2 separate regions of the Sus scrofa genome follow, and region 2 is linked to region 1. Evidence: chromatin contacts called from public promoter capture Hi-C data. All regions are on one chromosome and are shown on one strand. Each heading gives the region's core, a stretch centred on a gene start, on an enhancer-like site or on the middle of the called end of the contact. The rest is flanking DNA. Distances are from core to core; before and after follow the strand shown.

What was found. Promoter capture Hi-C pulls out the DNA fragments that hold promoters and counts their contacts.
Region 2: a contact with region 1 is called in a promoter capture Hi-C map of liver, with 15 times the contacts expected there. The contact joins the promoter of LOC100626015 here to the promoter of RPS15A in region 1. A contact is called at or near these places in 1 of 5 promoter capture datasets (liver) and 2 of 47 Hi-C or Micro-C datasets (heart right ventricle and skeletal muscle).

What each region holds. Positions count from the first base shown.
Region 1 is chr3:26,774,268-26,779,864 of Sscrofa11.1, forward strand. It overlaps RPS15A (40S ribosomal protein S15a), which reads left to right and starts at 2,394. Exons shown (of 5, transcript XM_021086554.1): 1 at 2,394-2,537; 2 at 3,561-3,698; 3 at 4,168-4,247. The coding sequence starts at 3,566.
Region 2 is chr3:28,255,064-28,260,660 of Sscrofa11.1, forward strand. LOC100626015 (nodal modulator 1) reads right to left here and starts at 2,998. Exons shown (of 31, transcript XM_021086558.1): 1 at 2,685-2,998. The coding sequence starts at 2,849.

The DNA.
Region 1 (5,597 bases), core at 1,144-3,643:
AACACAGCCCCAAAGAGGCAAGGGAAATAATATCAGGCCCACATTTTACCAAAGTTTGCTGCTGATCTCCTTAAGGTGGCAACTACTCACAGGGAGCAGACATCACCATGAAGGATTTTTTTTAGTGTTTTTCTAGATAGGAGATGCAAGAATTAGGCACATAAAATCTTCTAAAAATAATCGAACAATCTGAAGACCTGTTCTTCCAGTTTTCCCAAAGCACAGAGAGCCTCGCTCCTGATTTATGCTCTGAGCGGGGTGGAGGGTGGGTGCCTTGGGTTGGTAGCTGCAGAGACTCATGATAGAATCCTTATAGAGGCTGATGGCAGGTGCTGGCAAGTGCCAAACTCCGGTTCACAGTACAGCAGGGAACAAAACCAACCACATCCCCGCTTGCTGAATGGAGACAGACCGTAAATTACACTTGACAATATTTCACATGGTAAATGCTACATAGAAAAATTAAGCAGGGCAGTGGGGTTGGAGGGAGTGGGGAGGAGGCTGTGTGAGTGAGTTTGTGTGATTGAAGACAGACCTGAGGAAAAGGGAGTTGGAGCAAACTTCCTGGTAAACTAGGGGAAGAACATTCACCTTAAAGGGAAAAGCAGATGCAAAGGTCCTGAGGCAGAATATGCTTGAGCATATTTGGAAAGCAAGCAGTGGGAAGAGGTCACTTTTCCTGCGCAAGGAGACTGGTGTGCATCTCAGGGAGGACCCTGTAAGCTTTTGCAAGGAATTTGGATTTTACTGAGTTGATAAGACCCCTTGAAGAGGGCATGGTCTGGCTTAATTTTTTATTTGTTTGTTTGCTTTTGCTTTTTATAGGGCCATATATAGAAGTTCTCAGGCTATAGGTCCAATTGGCTACACCACAGCCACAGCCACAGCCACACCAGATCACACTGAGCAAGGCCAGGGATCGAACCTGCATCTTCATGGATCCTAGTAATCCTCTGAGCCACAACAGTAACTCTAACTGCCACGTGGGAAAGACAGAAGGGAGGGTAAGTGGGAAAGCCTGGAGGAAAGGCTAAAGAAGCAGTTTCAGATTTTAGGTAACTAGCCTGAGGTCACCCAGCTTCAGAAAGAGCAGAGCTAGAATTCACTCCCTCTGGAGCGATCAGACCCCTGACTTCAGGAACAACTTACTGAGTATTTGCCACATGCCAGGGCTTTGACGAGCCCTTTGGCACCTTAGCTCATCTGACCCTAGCAATAACCTTTAAGAGGCTGCACATTTATTTCAAAACACTTGTGGCTTTCTTCCAAACTGTGTTATCTCAGAACTGAGAGAAAAGTCTGAAACTCCAGTAAACAATTTTTTGGGGGGCGGGGGGGGGGGGGACTTTTTAGTGCCGCACCTGAGCCATACGGAGATTCTCAGGCTAGGGGTCAAATTGGAGCTACAGCTGCCGGCCTACACCACAGCTCACGGCAACCCTGGATCCTTAACCCACTGAGTGAGGCCAGGGATCAAACCCTCAACCTCATGGTTCTTAGTCAGATTCATTTCCGCTGCACCACAACTGGAAACTCCAATAATTTCTAACATTTAGGGAGAGTCCAAAAGGAAGCATCAATTTTTAAATTTTTTTTTTTACTTTTTAATTTTTATGGCTGCCCCCACTGCATATGGAAGTTCCCCAGGCCAGAAATTGAATCTCAGCCGCCGCTGCGGCAACACCGTATCCTTTAACCCACTGCAGCCATGTTCGGGGATCCAATCCGCCCCCCCGCAGCCACAAGAGGCACAGCGGGAAAAGTTTTTGACTGCTTTGAAAAAGTCATCCATACACGTTTCCAAGAAACAAAGGGAGAGCTGGCTTCTGCAGCACACTATACTAAAATTGGACCCATGCAGAGAAGATTATCATGGTTCCTCTGCAAGGATGACAAGCAAACTCAAAGAGGTCTTTTTTTTTTTAATTTAAGGAGTTTCTTGGCGGCCTAGCGGTTAGGTTTTGGTGCTTTCACCGCTGCTGTCTGGGTTCAATACCTGGTCTGGGAACTGAGATCCCACATCAAGCTGCAGCAGCAAAAAACCCACAAACACAAGAAAAAACCCCGAACGAATTTCTGTAGGGAAAAAGCAATTCTTCCCATTACCAGTTCCTAACGCCCTCCTCAGAGGCAATTACACATTTCTGCGGGTTCTTCCATAGATACTGTAAATACTTAAGTATCAAAATTTTATAAATGGTGACCAGTTATTGCAGTAAAAACGTGCAAATATCTAGGCTCTTGTCACTTGTTTATTTTAACAGATTAGTTGCTAGAAAGAAATCGATCCGGTGGCTAGCGTTGCCCTTCTATAAACTCCCTCAGATAGCGCCTGGGGTGTTCGATTCCATCCACTCTCTACTGCCCACCCCTGAGGAGACTCCGCCCGTTCACCCACCTCCTTCCGCTAGGCAATCCTTCTTTTGTTGTTTTTTTTGTTTTTGGCGGGGCTTTGAAAGTCTCGCGATAGCCTGACCTCTTCCCATAATTCCGTGCGCTCGCCCCTCCCTTCCTCTTTCCGCCATCTTTCCGTGCCGGTGAGTATCTTTCTCTGAGCGATCCAACTTTATCCGTTCGCTATCGGTGCCATCCTGTGGTCTGAGGCTCGGTCTTGGTTCCCTGCGAGGATGCCGGCGGCCTCCTGTGCCGGGAATACTGGCCTCGCGGGGGTCTGAGCAGGCGGAGGAGAGAGTCATGCTCAGCCGCCCCATGCTCTGCATTCTGGGGAGTCCGGGCTGTGGGGCGCAGGCCGCAGCCCTGGCTGGACCCGGAGCTTTTCGACTGTTCGGTCGACCCGGACCCCCTACGCGATCGGCGATGCCAGTACCGCCCTTAGTAGATGAGGCCCCTCCTTGGCGGGAAGTATCGGAGTCTGGGACCCTAATGGGCCGTACAGCTTCCCATTGCTGCGGCCGCGCTGGGAGCTTGGGAGTCTGAGGCCCCTTCGGCAGGGAAGATTGCACCCTGCTTGGGGTGGAGGTTTGCTGGTGTCTTCTGGGCTCCAGGTTTTCCCCCAGACACTTGTTGAGCTTGAGGAAGCCGGTCGGACTCCTCCTGTTGTCGTTTGAAAGCATGCTTTGGCCCTTGTCCTTAGCTTTCAAAACTTTGTTAGGTAAGTTCGTGTCTGTTGGGATAGAGTCTGATGAGGTGCAAGTAACATACTTGCCACTATGGTATGCTTGCTGTGGGGCATAATTTTGGGTGGCACCTGTACAGTCGTTTTAATAGTTACGGGCGTTAGGAGAAAGTCAAGTGGTATCTTGCGATGTTTAGGACGAGGCCGACACTGAGTTGGTTTATGTAAAGGTCCTGGTGGTTTTCAGAAATTTGGAAATCATCGATGGTGACCATTTGCTCCCTTTCTGAATTAACTGGCCTACCATAGCTGGTGTTTTCATTTTGGTAGGTGACATATTCTTTCGGGGCTACAAGGGAACCAGCCTGTGTAGAGATGGGAACCTTGATAGAGGTAGAAAGAAAAGCATGTGTTAGCCGTGGAATGATTGGGTGTCTGTTAATGGCCATGGCATTAATACCCCTGTTTTGTCTTCCCTGAACAGCCACAATGGTGCGCATGAATGTCCTGGCCGATGCCCTCAAGAGCATCAACAATGCCGAAAAGAGAGGCAAACGCCAGGTTCTTATTAGGCCGTGCTCCAAAGTCATCGTCAGGTTTCTAACTGTGATGATGAAGCATGGTAAGTGTCTTAATGTGTTTTGTTTTGAGGTAAACCTGTTACAGAAAGAGTCCAGTAGAAATTGTAGGGGAGAGGCCTAGGAAGATGGGGGTGAGGTGTCAGTCCTACGTGGGAAGTACTGTAATTGATTTGGGCTGTGGACAGGATAGTCTAGACAAGTGATGCTGTTTAAGAAATGCTAGGGTAGATTAGGACTGTGGGTAAGGAGGAAGTTTGTGACTTGTCCTGCTAGGTGTTTGGCACCTAAAATAGTCGTCTTGTGATAATTGCAGCTGCAGCACCTCATTGAAAGGGCTTTGGGAGCTCCTTGGGGTGGAGTGGAGGATTGCTGAACGTCTTGGGCTTGGGAGTGGGAAGCTATGAAAGGACAGGAAATCATCCCCTTTTTAAAATTTCAGGGTTGATAGTTTTGGGTGTTGCCGTCTAAATATTAAAAATTGTTTTCAATTCAGTGTCTTGTGTTTTATAGGTTACATTGGCGAATTTGAAATCATCGACGATCATAGAGCTGGGAAAATTGTTGTGAACCTCACAGGCAGGCTAAATAAGGTAAGAATTGATTGTCTTCCACATTTAAGAACCTTCAAAGTGGTCTCACATGGTGTTGTGTGTTGTAATTGCCCTTGTAAAATTAAACGGTGCTTCCTTTACCTAGTTAGTTTAAACAGAATTAGGAACTGGTTAAAATTGTTCATTTTTATATCACATTTTACTTTGTTCTCCAGGTAGAATGGTGAGTTGACAATTGCTTGTGGAGTGTGAGGTATCTGAAGGGAGATGTGGAGGCCTGGGGCAAAATGAACAACTGGTGGTTCCTCATTTGCATGGGGGCGGCTAACAAACTGCCCTCATTGGCTTAGACTTGAGCCGAGCCACTCAATGGCCTCTCATTTTGTCAGTGTAAATAACTTTGGTCCTTCGTCTCTGTTGCTGATGGGTATTTTGGACAGAATATGGGGTTCTCTGGATTTTTTTGTTTGTTTATCTTTTTAGGGCCACACCTGTGGCATTTGGAGATTCCCAGGCTAGGGGTTCAGTCGGAGCTTTAGCCCCTGGCCTATGCCAGAGCCACAGCAACTTGGGGATCCAAGCCATGTCTGCTTCCTACACCACAGCTTATGGCAGCACAGGATCCTTAACCCATTGGCCGAGGCCAGGAATCGAACCCACGTCCTCATGGTTGCTAGTCGGGTTTGCTGATTGCTGAGCACGGGAACTCCTGTAGAAATGCTTCTGGTTTTGCTGGTATAGGTGCAGTGTGTGTCTTTGAGGTCTGTTCTCCCTTTCACTTTGACTTGTAAGCTTAATCTAGTGGATCTGTTTGATTTTTTTTATGACTGCGGGTTAAATGTTAACTGATGCATGTTTTGGAGGTCAGGTGTTTGTCTAAAAGCAAGTTGGGGTCTTGAGTTTACTTTCTGTGTTCAGGTTTGAAGCTTTCACGCTTGCAATGTGTAATGTCAGATGAAAACTACTGGACCCCTTTGGGAGAGATTTGAAGTTTCTGAAGGAAATTTGGGGTCTTTGTCTTATGTTTTATTGTAGTCATTAGACCCCAGTCCCAAGGAAGGATTTGGATTCACTCTTCTTTCTCACTCTAACGCTCACAATGTGTTCTTGAAATAGAGGAGAGTGTGTTGGTGTATTTTTTTCGAGTTAAGCTAAGATCTGAGACCAGCTCAAGATCTCAGTAATTGTGGAAGAGCTGGTTTTAGTATATAGTTTATAGAGCAACTTAAAGTTGTCTTGCAGAAGATGTTAAAAAGACAAAACCAGGAGTTCCCATCGTGGCGCAGTGGTTAACGAATCCGACTAGGAACCATGAGGTTGCGGGTTCGGTCCCTGTCCTTGCTCAGTGGGTTAACGATCCGGCGTTGCCGTGAGCTGTGGTGTAGGTTG
Region 2 (5,597 bases), core at 1,748-4,247, 1.5 Mb after region 1:
AACTTGTGCCACAGGAGCAACCTGAGCCACTGCAGTGACAACATCAGATCCTTAACCACTAGGCTACCAGGGAACTCCCTGGAAACTTTTCATGTTAATAATCTATAACTATAACAGAGAAATCACAGAATCAGGTCACACCAGCTAAGAAAATGTATAAAGCAGCAAATTCACAATGCCCACACTTAGAAAAAAAAACGGAGGGAAATTACGCGTAGATTGCAGGCTCCCTGTAGGCAGTGACCATGGCTCCAGGTGCCTGGGCCAGTGTCTTATTTAGACAGGCAGTGAATAAATATTCACTCACAAGCCTTAGAGATATTCAGGTACATGCACTTAAAGCAGAGATTGAAGATCGCCCTGGTCAGAAGGGCCAGGGAAGTACGTCAGCATGCATTTTTCTTGAGTAGCAATTTTAGATAGATTGCTACTTTAGCCAAACCAAGTCTTGCAACCCCAAAGATCAGCTGGTTTGCCGAAGAAACCAGAGAGGCGGTTTTTAATGTGAAATCTCCTGACTATTAAAGTATCAGCAATGAATATAGTTTTCTTTTTTAGGGATTTCTGTCTGCTCTCTTCACCGACATGCTATACCCCAACCGGGCATATGCACAGGCAGGGGCTCACTCAGTTACTGACTAAACAAACGTGAAGGAAAAACACCCAGAAGGGAAGCAAGCTGGAGAAGAAAAAAAATCAAGCGTCACTACACCACAGAAAATACAATCAAGAAATACCTAATATGCACTGCTCTCATAACGCACAGCTCAGGACCCAGGATGGCAACATATATCACATCTGTGCACAGCCTGAGTTCATAATCAGAAATTAAGAACGAATGAGTGGGAGTTCCCATTGTGGCTCAGAGGTAACAAATCCAACGAGTATCCTGGAGGACGTGGGTTGGATCCCTGGCTCATTCATGGGTTAAGGATCTGGTGTTGCCGTGAGCTATGATGTAGGTCAAAGATGCGGCTCAGATCCTGAGTTGCTGTGGCTGTGGTGTAGGCTGGCAGCCACAGCTCCGATTTGACCCCTAGCCTGGGAACTTCCATATGCCACGGGTGGAGCCCTAAAAAAAAAGAAAAAGAATTATGAGTGTTCCAGACCATCTGGACAGGCAGCCCTAGGGCTCAAGGAACACATTTCCTACTAGGTCACAAAACCTGCCTTCTGCTCTCAAGGTCACTACTAGTGTTTGGGCTGGGAGTACCCCAGCTGCCTTCACTTTCCTCCTGTGCCCCAGGAAACTACAAGTTGCAAAACCTTTCTAGGCAGCTTCTGAAATACCCTATGCCCACAATCCAGGACATGGCAATGGGCATCCGGGAGCCCTGCCACTGCCAGTGGGTAGACTCATTAAACACCTGACTTCTTAAGACCAAAAACAGTGGAGAAGCCACAGATAAAAGGGCTTGAAGGTGATGACTGACTAACTTCTTTGGGAAATATATGATGCTAGATTCTGCTGCCTCTCTCCCAACACCATGGTATAGGAACAAAAAATGGGACTGGGGGCAAGGCCAAGTCAAAGAGCTAGAGGGGTGTGGGATCTACTTCCTACCCCTCCCCCGGCCCTCAGTCACCTGCTTGGTAGAACACACTGGTCCGACCCTTCCCCACAGCACCGGGGCAGCTCAATGTGCTTTCAGAGAGCGGGCCTCTTCGGTCTTAAACCCCACTCCCTTCTCTTGGGCATCTCCTGGCCTCTTCCTTTTTTCTTTCTCAAATTCCCTTCTTCTGCCCCAGGTTCAGGCCCCTCCTGAAACAGAAGCCAGCCCTCCTTCAGGTCCCTTCTCATCTGCCTCCATCTATTCCCTTCCTCTTCACAAAGCTTTCTGGGTTCTAATTCCACTGGGCTAATAATCATGGAGCTTTTCAACCTAATAAATAGACTTTGACACAAATCTCTAGTGTGATTTCCATAACTGCTCAGTAAGGAAATGAGGGCAGCTGACAACTCTCCATTTTCAGAGGAAAACAGATCCCACGGGGGAAACTAAAGAGATTAAAAACACAGTTTCTCAGCCCAGAGATGCAGATAGAGACCTACTGGGTCATGATCTCTGGGATGGGAATCCATGCGCTTTAAAAGCTTCCCAGGGGGTTGGAACTTTGGCAGGACTGTGTTGTGGGGATAAGACTCTAGGCTCTGGAATATAGGTTTCAGGAAATCCGAATCTCAGGGAGTCTGGGTTCAGGGGGGTTAAGGGTCTGGGGTATAGGTTCTAGGGGATCTGGAGTCTGGGCTCCGAGGAGATCTGGGTCTTGCTGAGACTGGATTTTAAGAGATCTGGGGCCTGGATTCTGGGGATCTGGAGTTCGGGTGTTGAGAATCTAGGGTCTTGATTTCGAGGCTGCTTTAGTTTTGCGTGACCTGATACAAGTTATGAACCACCATCATCTTCATCAAAAATGTCCCTCAAACCCACGCGCACAGACCTTCAGGGCTTCGCCCCCGCCCCCACTCTGGAGCGGATCTCAAGATAAGAACCTCCACTTTAGCGCGAAAGGAGAGAAGATAGTGAAGAACCTTGGAAAGAGGCGCATCTAAAGAAAGAACTCAGAATGGGGGGCTGGTAGCAACCGCCTGGCCTCAGAGGCGAGGCCACCGCAGCTCAGAGAGGTTAAGCGATTGGCCCCGGGTCACACAGCGAGCTCCGGGCCACGGCGCGGGCGCTCACCTCGATGAGCGAGTAGTTGATTTCCACGTCCGACTTGACGAAGCCCCCGCAGCCCACCACGATGTCCTCGGAGCCGCGCGCCGGCCCCACGCAGCTCAGCAGCACCATCACGGTGGCGGCCACCACCACCGGCCCAGGCGGCCGCACGCCCCGGCAACCCCCCATAGCCCGGCAGATCCACCGCAGGCCTCGCGGTCCCGCCCCTTACAACGCACGCTGCCCACCGCTTCCTCCTCCGCGGACTCCTGACAGCCCAGTACCCGCCCCGCCACCGCCGCGCGTGCGCAATCCGATCCCACGCCCACGCCCCCAGGAAAGAGAACTACAGCGCATGCTCCGCAACAAAAGGCGATCATTTGTGCCCTCTGAAGGCTGGAGGACTCCGCGCGTTGTCTGGCAGGTGCAATCGCAAGGTGTGTGTGCAGGCATAAAGTACAAAGTTGAATCCTACTTTGGAATTCAGTAGCACTGAAACTAGAAAGAATAAGAGACTGTTAACCAAAGTATCCAACAAGTTTCCTAAATCCTTTTGGCCCATAAATTTCCAAGCGATGTATCATCTCAAACCCCTTTTAGGAATTTGTGTAAATTGGTACATTTTTCCATGATAAATGACCGACTAGGATGGGTTTTTTTTTTAAGAAAAACAAAGATCATTTAAGTTCAGCATACTATTTTAAAAGGTACTTAAATTTTATTTAATCTCAGTTCTAGTAACATTTGTATAGATACAAATTTTGAGGGCCCCCCCCGGGGGGGGTGCATGCAATTTGAATTACTCTGAATTAGCTGATACACGACTTGTCTGAAAATAAGTTCAAAAATCAGCATGTTGTTTTTTTGTCCCAAGACTGAATGTATACCATAATGTAGATGAATTAAACCGTAAGTCACCACATCAAAAGATCAAAAAAAAAATGCTCTCCTGACCTTTGAAATTTGAAATTCTTCCATTTCAACTCCTTAAAAAAAAGAAAATGTTTTATTTTGATAGTTCTTATACTTTGTTTCTAAAGGATGAGGTAAGAGAGAAGATTTCTCACTGGAATTTGCCATTGTGGCCAAGAGTTAAGCAACATACAACAGTGAATCACAATGATTTTAAACTACACAATGGTCAAAACCTTCACAGCGGCTACATGGCATGAAACATCTACTGAGAATCTCAACCATGAGCACATCTGCTTTCTGTTTCTCACTCTGTATTCTCACTCCAAACACAGTGAGACTCAACTGTTCAATCATAAAGAGAAGCCTTTAAATAATTGTTTTAGGAGTTCCTGTTGTGGCTCAGCGGGTCGGGAACCCGACATAGTGTCCACGAGGGTGCAGGTCTGATCCTTGGCCTTGCTCAGTGGGTTGGGGATCCAGCATTGCACTGTAGGTCACAGATGCTGCTTGGATCTGACGTTGCTGTGGCTGTGGTATAGACCTCAGCTGTGGCTTCAATTCGACCCCTAGCTGGGAACTTCTATATGCCACAGGTGTGGCCATAAAAAAAATAGTAATAATTGTTCTATTTTTTGAGGTTCATTACTTATAATTACAATTAATACAGATCCCCTTTATCTAACATAAATCCCTGGTTTGTCTTAGCAAGTCATCAGGGAGTTGAAAGCCATCAATTAGAAAATGTTGGCATATGGAATCGTCTTATCTTACGGAATGGGCAAATGAGGCCGAGAGAGGGAAAGAAACTTGCCTAGGGCTCTGCACGCAGCCATGTACTATTCAGAGAGCTGGACAGTAGGCTTTAGGATGCCTGAGTTCTGTTCCTGGCTCACCTGATTTCCTCTGTGTTCTTCCTGCCTTCCTGACCATTCCCCCTCAAACTTTCGCCATTCCCCTCAAGTTTGTCTTTTTTTTTTTTTTTTTTTTTTTTTTTTTTTTTTTTTTTGTCTTTTTACGGCCCTATGCATGGCATATGGAGGTTCCCAGGCTAGGGGTCAAATCAGAGCTGTAGCTGCCAGCCTACGCCACAGTCACAGGAACGCGGGATCTGAGCCGAGCCTGTGACCTAAACCACAGACCCTTAACCCACTGAGCAAGGCCAGGGATCAAATCTGCATCCTCGTGGATGCTAGTCAGATTCGTTTCTGCTGAGCCACAACAGGAGCTCCTCAAGCTCCTGATGTTTACAAAGGAATAAACATCAGGACCATGGCAGTGCTGATTGGAGTGAGGGTTGTAGGAAGAGGGGGCTCAAGCCTCCCCATAATTTCCATCAGCCGCCACCAAAACCACCTCAAAGAAGCGGACGCTATCGGAATGTAAACAGCAGACCTGCCACACTCAGCTTCAAGACAAATCCTTGGACATTTTGTGTCCCTGCTCTTCCAGAAGATCCAAGTAGGAGGACAGCTGAAAGCAGACCAGGGTTGGGACAACTCAGAAAGAAAAGGGTAAACAAGCCGGGGAGTCCACTCTGTTAGAGCCCAGAGACATCAACCGGGCAGCCTGGAGAGCACAGCAGGTTTGCATTCTTCACGCCAGCTGAGCACCTGTGCTCGTCTGTCTGAAAAAAGCTCTTTCATTCTTATCTTGAAATGAATACATGCTCCATGCTCGTTGCAGAAGGAAAGAAAAGGGAAGGAAAGGGGAAAGAAAAGAAAACGAGGATTCCCATGATGACTGCTTTAGGAGATTTCCTTCTCTTTATCTATGCATATATGTTACATAGAGTCATTTCCAAAAAAACCAAAACAAACAAACAAACAAAACTCATGGCTGGGGACACACCTTGCTTTAAGACCCAGAAGAAGAAGGTAAATGACTTGACTTTCTTCCCCCCTTTTCCCAACTTAAGCACAGACTTTTCTCTGCAAAAATTCCATAGACTCTGTTGTATCATAATCTCTTTTTTTTTTTCACTTAGCATTTAGAAATCGTCTTTCCACATTAATATATTTCTGC